Regions from separate parts of the Sus scrofa genome. Here all the other regions are linked to region 2. A link is a contact called in public Hi-C and HiChIP or PLAC-seq data. All regions are on one chromosome and are shown on one strand. The core of a region is the stretch at or near the end of the contact, and the rest is flanking DNA. Distances in the headings are between cores, read along the strand shown. Region 1 overlaps TCEA2 (transcription elongation factor A protein 2). Region 2 holds the start of TPD52L2 (tumor protein D54). Region 3 holds the start of RGS19 (regulator of G-protein signaling 19). Region 4 holds the start of PPDPF (pancreatic progenitor cell differentiation and proliferation factor). Region 5 holds the start of GMEB2 (glucocorticoid modulatory element-binding protein 2).

Region 1 (2,774 bases), core at 82-2,581, 140 kb before region 2:
GCCGCGCCCGCCCCAGGGGTCTAGGCACACCGCCTACCGTCCTCAAGGAGAGAGACAAAGGAAACTCCCAGGACAGGCAGACTGGGGGCCCGAGGAGCCAGGCCTCGGGCGGTGACCTTGGCCAGGCCCCACTCCAGGAGCAGACCCCTGCCCTTCACTCCTCCTGGTGAGCTGACGTGTCTCTCCTTCCTGCCAAGTCCGCACCATTGCAGCTGTGGAGAGCTGTCAGCTCACACCTCTCTGCTGAAAACCCTCCCAAGTCGCCAGGTCTCTTTCAGATGAGAAGGCAAGAGCCTTGGAATTCCCTGTTGCCCTGGCAGCTAAAGGATCTGGCGAGGTCACTACTGCAGCTCAGGTTCAGTCCCTGGCCCAGGAACTTCGGTATGCCAAGGGTATGGCAAGCAAGCAAGCAAGCAAGCAAGCAAGCAAGCAAGCAAGAAAGAAAGACCCCACAGCCCCTCATCACTCCCTGCACACCTCCCTGCCCCAGGGCCTTTGCACATGCTGCTCCCGCTTCCCGCATATGCCCTCATTTTTGTTCACGTTTGTCTCCTTCAGGGTTGACCCAGAAGTCACCTCCTGAGGCGACAGGCAGTGGGCAGTCCTGACAGTCCTCTCTCCTCCACTGCACACATCAGAGCCTGAGCCTCGGGTCGTGACGCACACTCGGTGACCGTCTCTCTCCATCAGGACAGAAACGCCCCTGGCCAGGCTTGGGTCTGTTTCGTTCACGGCCAAACCCTGATCTCCTGGAACAGGGCCTGATCCACAGTGGCGTCAATGACCCGGGGAGGATGGATGGGTGCTCCCTGCTCCTGGGTGGATGGTCCCCAAGAACACAGGCCAGCCCCCCAGTCCATTCGGCAGCCCCAGCCGGTTGGGCCAGCAAAGCCATTGGTTACCAACCAGGGCAGCAGCAGAAAAGAAATACACAGCGGCAGTGCCTGCCAGGCCCAGGGGCCGGTGACCCGCAGCGGGCCCTGCTCCTTCTCTCCATGATTCCCAGGGCAAATCAGGACTGCCACCAGAGCTGGCAGGAGAGAGGGCGGGGAGGGGCCAGGCTAGCCCAGGGCAGGGGCCTGGGACATCCCAGTGTGTCAACACACAGCCCCCCAGGCAGGGCACATAGACAGCCCCTCTCTGCCCCACCAAGGGCCACCAAGGGGGACCAGGCACAACTCCTGTAGGACCAGGACACCCACAGACCCAGGCCTAGGGCACTGGGGTCTGAACAAAGCCAGCCTCAGCCGCGGCTCCCGCGGGCCCAGATGGAGTGGCGCAGGGGGTGGAGCCCAGGGCAGGAGCACTGGGCCTGGCCGGCCAGCCCGGCCGGACGACTAGACAGACAGAGTGTCTGGCGCCTGCTCAGCCAGGCTGGCCCTCGGCTCCCTCCACGCAGCTGCGGGCTTCCTTCCGGAGCTGGTGTTTCCTGGCTCCTCCCTGCCGTTGCTGTGGAAACCAGAGTGGCCTGGGCCCCCCCGCCTGGTTCCCACGGAGCCCCCGCTGAGCACCAAGCGGGCCCACACAGGACGCAGCAACACCAGAGGACACACGTGCCCCTGACGCCCCAGCTCCTGTCCAGCACCACAGACCCGTGCCTGGAGCCAGCCTCTGCAAGACCCGGACACCTGGTCACCCACAAAAGTGACCCGACCTGACCCACCACAGCCTGACTGCCCCCTGTCACCAGGCCTTCTTACGCCCACGCCCTCAAGGCCCCGTGCTCTTGGTCCTGCTGGGCCCCGGCCCTCAGGGCAGCCCCGGCCCCGCACCACACCCCTCAGACCTGCAGCTGCACCCAGTGACCCCCTCCCACTGCACCCTGACACCCCCCGCCCCCAGCGCTGCCCAGGCCTCGCAGGTCCACTGACAGACCCCAGCACTCTGAGAGCTCCAGCCTGGCGAGTGTGGGCGCCACGCCAGCAGCTTGCTCGTACCCCTGTCTGCACTCTCCCAGGAGCGAGGCCCACAGCGCGTCCGCAGCCCTGGGTTCTCTGCACACCAAGCCCAGGACTGAGGGCAGGAAGGTGCGGGGCAGGAAGGTGCGGGGCGGTGGGGGGGGGCGCTGTTCCCAGGCTTGAGCCCAGGGGCCACCTGGATGAGGCAGGCACATGTGTGTGCCCACTTGGCTCTAGGCTGTTGGGTGGCCCCCCTACAAGCCCCACTCCCACCCCCAAGGACGAGCAGGAGGACTCTGGCCAGGCCTGGAGCCCTAGCCTCTAGGACCACAAGGACGAGTCCGAAGTGGGCATCCTGGCTCCAAAGCTGAGGTGTCAGGAGACCAGCGTCCGCTCCACCTGGACCAGCATCTGATGGGGACCCCACCCCCACCCTCTGGGAGCAGGAGCGTCCTGCCCCGCAGGACTCAGTAATTGGTCCCAGCCCTGCTGCTCCTGCAGGAGTCCGGGCTGGGGGGTGTGGGGGGAGCCTGTGAGGTCTATGCCCCGGGCAGCGCTTGGGAGGTCCGCCACCCCCAGAGCCCAGCCAAGCTCCCACCCAGAGCCACCGAGAGGATTACCCAGCATCCTTTGCAGGCTTCACTGGGAACCTAGGCGTCGGGTCGGGCTGAGGGAGGGAGCGGGCGGAGGGCCAGGGAGGCAGAGTCCCCTGCAGCCCGGGGCCTGCCCCCACTCAGAACCAGCTCAGCCTCTATTTCCACCTCGTCTGGGAGATGAGTGTGCGCGACCTCAGACCTGGACCAGGTCAGGCTGAAGGGGGAACCGTCCCCACTCTCGGAATCACCCCCACTTTGGATGGAGCAGGGGCCACAGCAC
Region 2 (2,700 bases), core at 79-2,578:
ATAACTCCTTAACCTAAATGGTTTTATTTCATCATCTGTATCTGTTATACTGAACCTACTAAAATTCAGGAAATGCCTTACAATGTCTACAATTTTCCTGTTTTAAAAAAACAAATGAAAGCCCTCAGTTTCTGCCTATAAAGCTAAAACTGGAGGAGTTCCCGTCGTGGCGCAGTGGTTAACGAGGTTGTGGGTTCGATCCCTGGCCTTGCTCAGTGGGTTAAGGCGTTGCAGTGAACTGTGGTGTAGGTCGCAGACGAGGCTCGGATCCCGAGTTGCTGTGGCTCTGGCTCAGGCTCTGGCCGGTGGTTACAGCTCCAATTAGACCCCTGGCCTGGGAACCTCCACATGCCACGGAGCGGCCCTAGAAAAGGCAAAAAGACAAAAAGCAAAAAAAAAAAAAAAAAAAAAAAAAAAAAAAAAGTTTAAAAACTTACAGAATCTATCGGAATCCAGGAATGTTAATGTTTAATTACCATGCTGATACAGGCCAAACAGCAGAAAAGCATCCTACGATTACACAGTGTAGTTATGCCAACGGGATACAGGCGTCTCTCTCCAGAGTCCCAGGATGGATGGAAGACAGACTCCTATAACCTCCGCTAGATTTTTATCTCCTGGGCCCGCTCCACACCCCCAGCGGCCAGCTCAAACTGGTCTGGGATGTCTGATCCGGAAACAGGCCTGGTATGCTGGGTGTGCCCCTGACTCACTGCACCCTTCCCCGCTTGAGACAACCCCGAGGTAGGCTGGGCTCCGCGCAGCGTTGCCACCCAAGGGGCGCTACGCCGAACCCGAGGACGGCCTCCCTTCCCTTCCCCTCTCCAGGAGCCGCCCACGACACCTCGGCCCGGCTCCAGGGCCGGATGAAGTGTCCCCGAGGGCCCTGCGCAGGGACTGAGGGCGGCCCGCCGGGCAAGGCAGGGCGGGGGCATGGCGATAGGTGCCTGGAGTGAGGAAACCCAACACTCTGGGGCGAGGGGAGGGCGCCGGGAAAACAGTGTTCGGAGCGGTCCCTGTCGGGGGCGGAAGGCCCGCCTGGAGCTTCGAGGCCGGGCGCCTGGAGCTCAGGAGGAGCCGCGGGTGAGCGAGCGCGGGAGGAGGGGACCAGAGCCTGCCACGCCACACCGGGCCCATCGGCGGCGGGGGCGCCAGGCCCGCGAGTACCTTGGCCGGCGGAGTCCATGTTCAAGCGGCGGCCGGGCCGCAGCTAGTGTCGAGGCCGCGGACGCGGGCGTCGCAGGAGCCGAGCTGGCCGCACCAGGTGTCGCTCGCCGCGTACACAGCAGCCAGCAGGACCGCCTCCGCCGCGGCGGCATTACGTAATCAGCGGCGCGACGACCCACTTCCGCTTTCGGGCGCTCCGCCCTCGTCCCGCCTCCACAAGCGGTGCCCAATGAGGACGTTGTTTGGCTCAGTCCCTGTTCACCCGCTTCAACCTGATTGGCCGACGCTGCAGACGGAGCCGGGACGTGAGGCCGGCTCCACCAGCGGGACGCCCAGGTAGAATGGTCTTGAGGCGCACGGGGAAGGTGGGAGTCGGGAAGACCGTGCAACGTGGCGCCACGGGAGCCCGGAGAAAGGCCTTTCGGAGGTCTCGAGGGTGTTTGCCGCTGCTGCCTACGAGCGCCACGGCTCACGTACCCTGGCAAGCCGGACTCGGGCCGATTGAGATCCCTCCGAGGCCCGACCCTCTGACTTTGGGGTTCCGTCTTTTTCTCTGTCCGTCCTTTTTGTGGGGATTTTTTTATTGTATGGGGATTGCGCAGAAAAAGGCGTAATCATGAGTTGTCCTCTTGCCCCACAGGCGCCGCTGCGCTCTCCTGGCTGGAGGCGCCCTATTGCCGCGGGCACGCCTTTGTTCTCTCATTCCCTTTTCACAGCCACCTGGTGAGCGGGGCGAGGCCCTTTCCACTTTACGGATGAGGACACTATGGCCGGAGTTACTTGCCCATCCCTCAGCTAGTTGAATTGCTTGCAGCAGGCCGGAAAAGAGTTTGCCACACTTCTCAAAGGAGAGGTGTGTACCTGTTACACAACCTAGTCCTGCTAAAACAAGTTCCACGACTACCCTTCTCTGGCTACTTATGGCCTCTGCAAACGAATCTTTTAATGGTATTCAAACCCTTGAGAATGGGACCCTTCTGGACAGCGCACACTCTTCCAGCCAAGCCCCTCTGCATGTACTGATCCCTAGGAAGGAAGCCAATTCCTTCCTCCACCTGGCTGATTCCTCTTACTCAGCTCAAAGCTTGCCTTCTCCTCAGAGGTACTTCCTGGTACCTGAGGTACCTGCCTCTGCTCGCTCTGGCCCAGGTGCATCAAGGCCAGGTCTTGCTCAATTATTTGTCTGACCCACCTGCCTTCTTTCAGCTTTTCCAGGGTTTCTAGCTCAACCCAGCCTGGCCGGCCCATCTCCAGGGGTTGGGGACAGCCAGCAGTCCCTGCTTCATACAATTCAGGGCAAATGGTGAGGAAGTGAATGCCTTACAATGGCAGTGAGCAGAGGCTCGTCTCTCATTCTCTCTTGCCTCCCTGAGCCAGGAACAAAGCAATGAGTGCTCAGTGCAGGTGTGTCTGTAACCCCATATGGACATGCTGCTTACCAAGCCTGGTTCCAGGGTGAACCCCATCCTATAGAAGTTAGGAGTGGAGGAGTTCCCATCGTGGCTCAGTGGTTAACGAACCCGACTAGCATCC
Region 3 (2,700 bases), core at 71-2,570, 160 kb before region 2:
CGGGCAGATCCTCAGGGCGGGGAGCTCACGCCCAAACCTGGGTCCGAAGGCCATCTCCAGCAGTACCTGCTGCAGAGCCTTGAATGAGCCCCTGCCGGGCCCACTTGGTTCTTCTCTCGGAATACGGCAGACTCTCCAGAGGGAGCACAGAGGACCCAGAGGGGCCGAGGCTGGGGGATGGAGAGACCCAAGTGGCCAGCAGACATGGGAGAGCAGCCAGAGGAAGGACAGTGTAGGGAGGACTGGGAAGGAGGGGGGCGGGCAGGGGGGTGCAAGGAGGGGCCCAAGATGCTAGAGGAGTGTGCTGACCCCACCCACGTCCAGCTGCCCCACGGGTCTCAGGAGGCGGGTGGCGATGCCACATGGGGCACCTTCGCCGCAGAATCAGCATAGCTATGTGACCTTGACTTAGCGCTGGCCTGACATCGTAGTCCTACTGCCCAGGACTGTTATCCAGGCTGAATAAGAAGCAGCCACAGGAGTTCCCTTTGTGACATAGCAGAAAGGAATCTGGCTGGGAACCATGAGTTGTGGGTTTGATCCCTGGCCTTGCTCAGTGGATTAAGGATCTGGCATTGCTATGAGCTGTAGTGTAGGTCACAGATGCACTCGGATCCCACGTTGCTGTGGCTCTGGCATAGGCTGTCAGCTACAGCTCCGATTCGTCCCCTAGCCTAGGAACCTCCATATGCCGCAGGAGCGGCCCTAGAAAAGGCAAAAAGACAAAAAAAGAAAAAAGAAAGAAAAGAAAAGAAAAAAGAAGAAGCAGCCACCTCAGGAGTTCCGGTTGTGGCTCAGCGGTAATGAACCCGACTAGTATCCATGAGGACACAGGTTCGATCCCTGGCCTCACTCAGTGGGTTGCTGTCAGCTCTGGTGCACGTCGAAGACAAAGCTCAGATCTGGAGTTGCTGTGGCTGTGGTGTCAGCCAGCAGCTGCAGCTCTGATTCGACCCCTAGCCTGGGAACTTGCATATGCCGAAGGCGCCGCCCTAAAAAGACCAAAAAAAAGAAAAGCAGCCACCTCCCCTCTGGGCAGGCTTCTGGCCTCTGCCCTGGCCAGCCAGTCAGTGTGGCAGCCAGGCGGTTCCCTGGTCCCATCAGCCAGGCTCACAGCCTCAAGAGGCACCCAGCCTCCAGGACCCCGGCCCCGCACTCTCCTGCAGCTGGGCTTTGGGCCTCCCAGGCCCCTGCCCTGCTGTACTTCGGGCTCCAGCTCCGTCCTCTGTTGAGCAGGATGCAGGACTCCTGCAGCTCTCTCCTGTGCTATGGCTCTCCTTAGCCCTCCTTACCTCTCACCCAGTCTGCGAGTCCACTTCTTGTCTACTCCAGGGCTGGTCTGTCCTGCTCACCACCAGGTCCCACCGCCTGACACGAAGGGGGCACCCAGAGACTTGACGGATGGATCAGCAGCACATCGGGCTTCCCTTTAGACCCCCAAGTGCTCTGAAAAACGTGAGCAGGTAAACGTGCAACTGGAACGCAGCGTTTGCTCAGGGCCCCCGGGCGCCAGGCTGAGGGCCTGCAGTGGGACAGGAGCTGCACTCGGTCGGAGTCCCCCTGGCCTCGGACCGTCTGCAGACCACTTCCAGAGTGGGGTCAGGGCCACCCAGACACCAGCCTGAAGCATGCTGGGATAAGGAATTTAACTCCCAGCTGTACGGGGTCATAAAACAGGAGGGGAGTTGGCCCAAGAGAAGGGACAGACATTCGTGGCAAAGGGGAGGGTGTGGCTTTAAACTTCAGAACCTCCTGGGGCAACTGGAGGGATTGAAAGAGACTCCGCCAGGCCCCTCGGATCCCCCCAGCAGAAGAACCGGTGCCCCCAGTCCCCACTGGCACCGCGACAGGGAACCCCCTTCCTTGGGAAGGGCCCCTCCAGCCCCGTGACAGTTCACAGGTGAGGACACCCAGTGTCAGAGGCGAGGGCCGGGCCGGAGTGACCGCCGGACAGTGCTTTCCGGCGGCCCCTCCCTTCCTCGAGCGGGGCAGGAGGCCTGGGGGGACCCCGGAGTCTCGTGGACGCCCCACAGCACCGGCAAAGCTGGACCCGCTCCGCTGAGCCGAGCTGGGGGCACGGCCACACCCCCAGCTACGCCGGAGGCCCCCTCATCAGCACCTCGTCTCCCCCGGCCACCCCCAGCCACGGGGAGGGCGGGGGGGGGGGCGCCGCGCGCCGGGCTGTGGGGGGGGCGCGGAGCCGGCCGAGCGCGGGGCGGGGCGGGGCGCGCCGGGCGGGGCGGGCCGGGCCGGGCCGGGCACCTCCCCGCGCGAGGAAGTCCCGGCCCCGCGCTTTGGGGAAGTGCGGCCGAGGCGCCTGCGCACTGCACCCTGCGCCCGCTCCCCGACGATCCGGCCGGACCTCGGAGCGCGCTGGCCGGCGGCTGCGGCGCGAGCGGCTCGGGAGCGCGGCGGGTGAGTGTGCGCGCGCGCGGCGCCGAGACCGCGGCCCTGCCCCTCCCGCCCGGGGCCCCCGGGGCCGTGCGGGGCGGGAGCCTGGGAAACCCGCGCCCGGATCAGCACCCCAAGGACTCCCGCCCCGGGGTCCACGTGGACCCTGGGCCGCGGAGAGACTGGGGCCGGTCCCCGCGCGTGGGGGAGGGGGCGTTGCAACCGGGTTCCCCTTTTTCTGCAGCTCAAAGCCTGGGGAAGTGATTGCTCAAAGGGGGGGGCCGGAAGAACCCAGGTTTCCGCGTCTCC
Region 4 (2,810 bases), core at 210-2,709, 200 kb after region 2:
GCACAGGGTTACGGCGTGTCCGAAAGGCTCTCATGTGGCTTGGGATAGTCAAGAGCGGGGTTCTCTCACTTTCTTTTTGGTGGTGTGCTGTTCTCAATTAAAGAACCCAACTGCTGCCTCCAGCTGCAGCTCTTGAGTCTCAGGAAGGGGAGGGCAGGGGAGGGGCTCTGAGGAGCCTAGCGCCTTGGAAGGAAGCCTGGCAGCTGGTGGTGGCCTCTCAGGAGGGAGGCCTGCAGTTGGGTGTGCCCGGCTGGCCGCCAGGCTGCTGCTGAGCCAGGTCGCAGGTGATCATGCGGGTGGAGGCCCCGGCAGATTCCGAGTGCCCCGGGGACTCCAGCACCGTGGCCATGAGTGGGAGCGTGGGCTTCCCGAAAAAAAAGCTAGCCCACCAGTGTCCCGGGTCAGCTTTGGGGAGACCTGAGAGAAGCAGAGTGAGGTCAGGCTGCTGCAGCCCACTCCCCCAACAGTCCCCCAGTACAAAGGGGAGCAGAACTGCACTCACCCGGGGGGTGGGGGATGGCTTCTCCGGGGCACTCGGCACTGCCGCAGGAGCTGTTACTGGAAGTGGAGCCCAGGCGGCCTGGAGAGGGAGGCCGGGTCAGCTCCACTGGGCACTGAGCACCCCCAGCCCACCAGGCCAAGGGCTAGCATTGCTGGTAGCACAGGGCCAGGGTCAGGGGTCCACGGCGGCGCACGTGGCACCCAGAGAGGGGCTCTCAAGAAACTTGGGCTGCACCACAAGCTGGCTGGGCCAGCCCACGTGGGACTTGGGGGCGGGCGGGCAAGGGGCTTACTTACAGCGGTAGTAGTCGTGGGTGGCCACGAGCGAGCCGCTCGAGGGGATGGCTGCCATGCTCTTGCTTGGGGGCTGCTGGGAACCTGCGCACGCGGGGGTCGGGGAGTCCGTCCGGTCACCGCTGCCCCTGGAGAAGGCCGCTCCCCACCCGGGCAGAGCCGCCCCGCCCGGACTCCAGGGTCAGCCCCGTGCCCGGGTTTGTTTACCCAGCCGAGGCGGGGCGGCGGAACTCCCGGACCGCCCCCTCCGCGCGGGCGGCTCCAACCAGCCCGAACCGGCCGCGCTGGGCAACAATGGCGCTTTGTGCGCTGGTCCTCCGACCTGGGGGTCCGGGAAGCGGCCGGCGCGCCCCTAACCCCCGCTCCGGGCTCTGCCCGTCGCCCCCTACCCACCCGCGCCCCGCCCGACCGTCCGTCCTCCCGTCCGCCCGCCGCCGCCCAGGCCGGCCGCTCGACCCCACCCACGCGCCGCCGCCCAGGCCCTCACCTCGGCGGCGACCCCTCGCGGGCCTCGGCGCACGATCACGGACGGCGGGGACGGGGACGCTAGGCCACGGAACCCATCTGCCCGGGAGACCGCAGACGGCCGCTCCACACTCAGACGCGCGGGGCGCGCACGCGCGGACGCGCCCCCCGCCCGCCCCTTATAAGGCGGTGCCGCGGTCGCGTCTCGGAGGGCGGGGCGCCCCGGCCCCGGCCCCGCCCCCGCCCCAAGGAGGGCCCGCCCCCCGGCCAGGCCCCGACTCCGCCCAAGACCCAGGCGGAGCCGATCAGACCCCGCCCGAAGCTCAGCCTGGCCCCGCCCCGGCCCGGGGCCCGGCCCTCGCGGGCCCGCCTCGGAGGAAGTCCAGCCGCGCGGCGTCCGGTCCGACCTTGGCTGCCCAGACAGCGGAGTCTGGCCTAGCCTGGCCTGGAGTGGTTAAATGACCCCCGCCCCAATCCCAGAGCAGGGCCTGCCTCCCTCCCACCCCTTGGACCCCTTCTTGGGCTCTGGCCATCCTTTTGGACCCAGGTTCCCTACTGGCCCCGCCTGTCTCCACCTTTCCAGCTTTTTCCGTGGAGGGAGGGAGCATATGCCGAACCGTGGCCCCTGCCCTTCCAGCCTGTTTCTGCTGTTGTCCGCAGCCCCACAGGCCCAGCCCCCGCAGTGCCCCTCTGCTCCAGCTTTCTCTGCTCAGGATGGGGCTCGCCCCACTCTCACCCGGGACAGGTGGGAGGGCATCTGCCTGCGAGACCCCAGCCTTCGGGCAGATGTGGGCCCTCGCTGGCAGGTGCCCTTGCCCAGCTGTCGGCACTGGCTGGTACCCTGAACCAACTGTGTGCCTCAGACTTTCCAGCCCTTCAAGGAAGTCACTGCAGACCCACCCACGCCCCCCTCACAGCTCTGGGGGTTCCAGAATCCGCTCCCGGTTCTTGGCTCCTGCCCACATCCAGCTGCTTGCAAGGGGGATGGGGGAGGGAGGGAGTGGGGAAAGCTGGGTGCAGGGGCATGACTTCTATGGGTAAGTGCGGTGAAGAGCAGCTGTTTGGGGATCTCCAGGAGCTGGAAGTGAAGCCCCTGGCCTGGGCAGCTCCAGAATGGTCCCCGTGGCGCCTGGGCCCTGCCACACCCTGGCTCTTCCACCAGGAAAACCTCCTTTCCAACGGGAAAATCAGCCTCCCTCCCCAGCAGCCTCCTCCAGGCCCCAAGCCCCCTCTGCAGGGAGGGGAGGTCTCACTGGACTCTCCTTGGCTCTTTGCTGCTGGGCAGTTGTGTCCCTGGTGGTTGGAGGGTCTCAGGAAATCTGAGCGGGTTGGGGGGAGGAGCTACCGGGAAGGTCCTGTAACCCCCTCTGCCGAGCCTCCCTGAGTTCGTCCCCTCAAAGACCCTCCAGGTTCCGCAGGCTGACTTGCTCAGAAACCAAGGCCCCGGCGGTGGGGGGGACATGATCCTTTATCGGGCTGGGTGGGGGTCAAGGCCGCTGACCTCCTAACTGTGACCCGGCTTGGGTAGCAGCGTGGCCCGGGGAACAGGC
Region 5 (2,889 bases), core at 164-2,663, 140 kb after region 2:
CCCGCAGCTGTTCGCCAGGCGCCCAAGTTCCTTGGCAGCCACTAAGCCAGAGCAATGACACACACGGGAGAGCTGGCTGCATGCCCACCCTGGTTTGAGCACAGACGGACCCTCTGGGTCCAGCCTGACTGCCCTGTGCAGGTGGGGAGACGGGGCACAGGGAGGTCTGGGGAGGAGCTCAAGGATGGGGCTGGCAGAGCTTCCACCAGGAGTCCCTGGGGCAGGAGCAGCATGCCTCCCTACTGCCCCTCCGGCCAGGGCAGGACCATTAACCACCCCGGGCCTCCCACCGTGTCCTTCTTTTTTTTTTTCTTTTCTTTTAGGGCCACGCCCGGCATATGGAAGTTCCCAGGCTAGAGGTTGAATCGGAGCTACAGCTGCTGGCCTGCACCACAGCCACAGCCACGCGGGATCCAAGTCATGTCCTCCACCTCACCTCACAGCAACATCAAATCCTTAACCCACTGAGGGAGGCCAGGCATCGAACCCAAGTCCTCATGGATACTAGTTGGGTTCATTTCTGCTGTTACAATGGGAACTCCCCACTGCACCTTTCAATCAAAGAGCAAGGCCCGGCTGTACCTGGGTCCCAGGACACAGGAACTCCTTGAAAGCTGAGCGATGCTAACCCCCTTACATACTGGAAAATCCAGGGTCTCCAGAGATACTCTAGCTAGTTACCTGTAATTAAAAAAGAGAGCGAGAGTTCTCAGAGCATTCCTAATGCTCTATCAGGTTCTGTGGTAACTGAAGGACTGAATTTTTTTTTCCTTTTGGTCTTTTTAGGGCCATACCCGTGGCATAAGAGGTTCCCAGCGCCAGGGGTCAAATTGGAGCTGTAGCCGCCACCATAGCCACAGCCACACAGGATCTGGGCCATGTCTGTGACCTACACAACAGCTCACTGCAACCCTGATCCTTGACCCACTGAGCGAGGCCAGGGAGGGAACCCACATCCTCATGGATGCTAGTCTGGTCTGATAATCGCTGAGCCACAACGGGAATAATCCAGGAGGACTGAATTTTCATTTCAGTTAAGGCAAATTTAAATGAGCACACTTGGCGAGTGACCACAGCACAGGTTTCCGCGGCTGGGGCGCAGTATAGGACCACGGTAGGGCAGCCCACAGACTCAGCAATGAGACTTATGATAAAAAATAAAATCTATTAATCGCAGGACTCGGACTAGACGAGTGGAAAGACGTAGAGGCGAGCGACTCCCCCTGGCAGGCCCTCCCGCCCGCCTCTGGGGAGGGCTTTACACACGCTGGGCACCAGCGCACCTGCATTTGGCTTCGGTCACTCATTGGGCATGCACGTTCCCCGCCCCCAGCCCTAAGCGAGTCTCCCTACACATTCTCGCCCCACTCGTGCTTGGACACACGGGGAAGGCTGCGCCTGGCAAGTGTGTCCACCAGCCCTGGCACGTAAGCCAGCTGGCGGGGCGGGGGCGGGGCCGGGGCCGCCGCGTTCCCCTCGGGCCCGGGCCCCGCCCCCACGCCCGCGCAGGCGCAACCGGCCCCACCAGGCCTTATTTCTTAGCACCGCACGCCTTCCCGCTGAGCGCAAAATAAGTCTCGGGACTCGCCCTTGCCCTGCGTGCGCGGCCCCGCCGCCGGCGTCACTAGGAAGCGCGCGCCCGGACCGCCGCCGCCGCCGCCGCCGCCGCCGCCGAATCCCCAACAAGGAGCACAGCCCGCGGCCGCCGCCGCCACCGCCGCCGCCGCCCGTCGCCGCCGCCCGCCCGCCGGCGCCCGCGCAGGCCCGGCCGCGGCCCAGGTAAGCGCCCGCCGCCCCCCCGCGGCGAGGCCTCTCGCTCCGCCGCGCGCCGCCGTCCAGTCAGGGGTCCCTGCGGAGCGTCAGGACGTTACGGCGGGGGGAGGGGAGCGGGGGAGGGGCGGCGGCGCGCGGCGGGCGTCACGGGCGTCACGGGCCCGCGTCAGGCGCGTCGGCGGCGGCGGCGGCGCGGCCTCCATCTTGCCGGAAGGCGGCGGGCGGCGGGAGCTGGGGAGGGCCTTGGACGGGGGCCGCGCGGAGGGCGCCGGGGCGGGGGCCGCGTGGGGGGCGGGGGCCGCGTGGGGGCCGCCTTCTCGCGGGGCTCCCCTCGCGTGGGCCCCCTCCCTTGGGGGGCCTCTTTGCGTGGGGGCCCCTTCGTGTGGGCGCTCCCCCCGCGGAGGGCCGCGCGGGTCCCCGCTTCCCGTGGGGGCCGCGCCTCCCCTGGGGGCTGCGTGGGCGGCCCGCGTGCGTGCTGACCCGTTGGTGAGAACCGTGGCTCCCCGAAGCCCTCGGCGGGAGCTCCTCCACACGCGTTCATTGCCAGCGGTGACCCGGACACAGTGGGTTAACTTTGCGTTCACCCAGTTGATTCCGCTGGAGAACCGCGATCTCTTAGACGTTTCGATTACATCAGTCTTTTTGCTGTTTTAAACAGACCGAAGTTGTACATAACTGCTGTACACAAGGTGGTCGGTCCGGATTATGTTACACCCAAGAAAGCCTTACCCCGGTCTGTGCCCTAAACCTGTCCATCCCCACCCAGAGTTTTTCTTTCTTACTGTCGTGATGAGAGCGCTTAACGAGCCGTTGTCTTGCGCAGCAGGTTAAGGATCTAGTGTTGTCACTGCAGCAGCTTGAGCGGCTCCTGTTGGATCCCTGGCCCAGGAGCTTCCGAGTTCCTGCCTCAGGTGCAGCCAAGAGAAAGAAGGCGGCGGCTTCAGTAGCCAAATGTTGAGTGTTCAGTGCTGTGCTGTCCAGCCGGGGTGCTGTTCCATCCCGAGATCTCTAGGACTGACTTTGCGTAACTGAAACTTTGTGCTCTTTGATAGGTCCTGTCTCCCCCGTCCCGGCCACCACCCTGCTCCGCCCTGTGTCTGGAGTTTGACTCTTTTG

What was found. A called contact is a pair of places that touch in the nucleus more often than the background predicts. HiChIP or PLAC-seq counts read pairs in DNA pulled down with a chosen protein or histone mark.
Region 1: a contact with region 2 is called in a Hi-C map of fetal liver, with 2.2 times the contacts expected there. The contact joins the enhancer-like site here to the promoter of TPD52L2 in region 2. A contact is called at or near these places in 1 of 5 promoter capture datasets (liver), 1 of 47 Hi-C or Micro-C datasets (fetal liver) and 2 of 2 datasets of contacts at active chromatin or transcription factors (alveolar macrophages and skeletal muscle).
Region 3: a contact with region 2 is called in an H3K27ac HiChIP or PLAC-seq map of alveolar macrophages. The contact joins the promoter of RGS19 here to the promoter of TPD52L2 in region 2. A contact is called at or near these places in 1 of 5 promoter capture datasets (liver) and 1 of 2 datasets of contacts at active chromatin or transcription factors (alveolar macrophages).
Region 4: an H3K27ac HiChIP or PLAC-seq map of alveolar macrophages shows a contact between it and region 2. The contact joins the promoter of PPDPF here to the promoter of TPD52L2 in region 2. A contact is called at or near these places in 1 of 5 promoter capture datasets (liver), 7 of 47 Hi-C or Micro-C datasets (alveolar macrophages, fetal liver, liver and 3 more) and 1 of 2 datasets of contacts at active chromatin or transcription factors (alveolar macrophages).
Region 5: an H3K27ac HiChIP or PLAC-seq map of alveolar macrophages shows a contact between it and region 2. The contact joins the promoter of GMEB2 here to the promoter of TPD52L2 in region 2. A contact is called at or near these places in 6 of 47 Hi-C or Micro-C datasets (alveolar macrophages, embryonic fibroblasts, heart right ventricle and 3 more) and 1 of 2 datasets of contacts at active chromatin or transcription factors (alveolar macrophages).

What each region holds. Positions count from the first base shown.
Region 1 is chr17:62,873,873-62,876,646 of Sscrofa11.1, reverse strand. All of the region lies in intron 1 of TCEA2 (transcription elongation factor A protein 2), which reads right to left. Among named protein-coding and RNA genes, the nearest start is that of SOX18, 3.5 kb to the right of the region's middle. Within about 2 kb of position 1,331, at least 36 of the 83 cell types and tissues checked have an H3K27ac peak or open chromatin away from gene starts, as enhancers often do. A contact at or near this core is called in fetal liver, liver and skeletal muscle, where this site is marked.
Region 2 is chr17:62,732,193-62,734,892 of Sscrofa11.1, reverse strand. TPD52L2 (tumor protein D54) reads right to left here and starts at 1,328. Exons shown (of 8, transcript XM_021077604.1): 1 at 1,168-1,328. The coding sequence starts at 1,186.
Region 3 is chr17:62,894,769-62,897,468 of Sscrofa11.1, reverse strand. RGS19 (regulator of G-protein signaling 19) reads left to right here and starts at 1,320. Exons shown (of 6, transcript XM_021077657.1): 1 at 1,320-1,463.
Region 4 is chr17:62,536,159-62,538,968 of Sscrofa11.1, reverse strand. PPDPF (pancreatic progenitor cell differentiation and proliferation factor) reads right to left here and starts at 1,459. Exons shown (of 4, transcript XM_021077704.1): 1 at 1,283-1,459; 2 at 799-879; 3 at 503-580; 4 at 1-417. The coding sequence starts at 853. The coding sequence ends at 218. It overlaps PTK6 (protein-tyrosine kinase 6), which reads left to right. Exons shown (of 7, transcript XM_021077703.1): 7 at 1-116.
Region 5 is chr17:62,594,404-62,597,292 of Sscrofa11.1, reverse strand. It overlaps GMEB2 (glucocorticoid modulatory element-binding protein 2), which reads left to right and starts at 1,413. Exons shown (of 10, transcript XM_021077553.1): 1 at 1,413-1,779.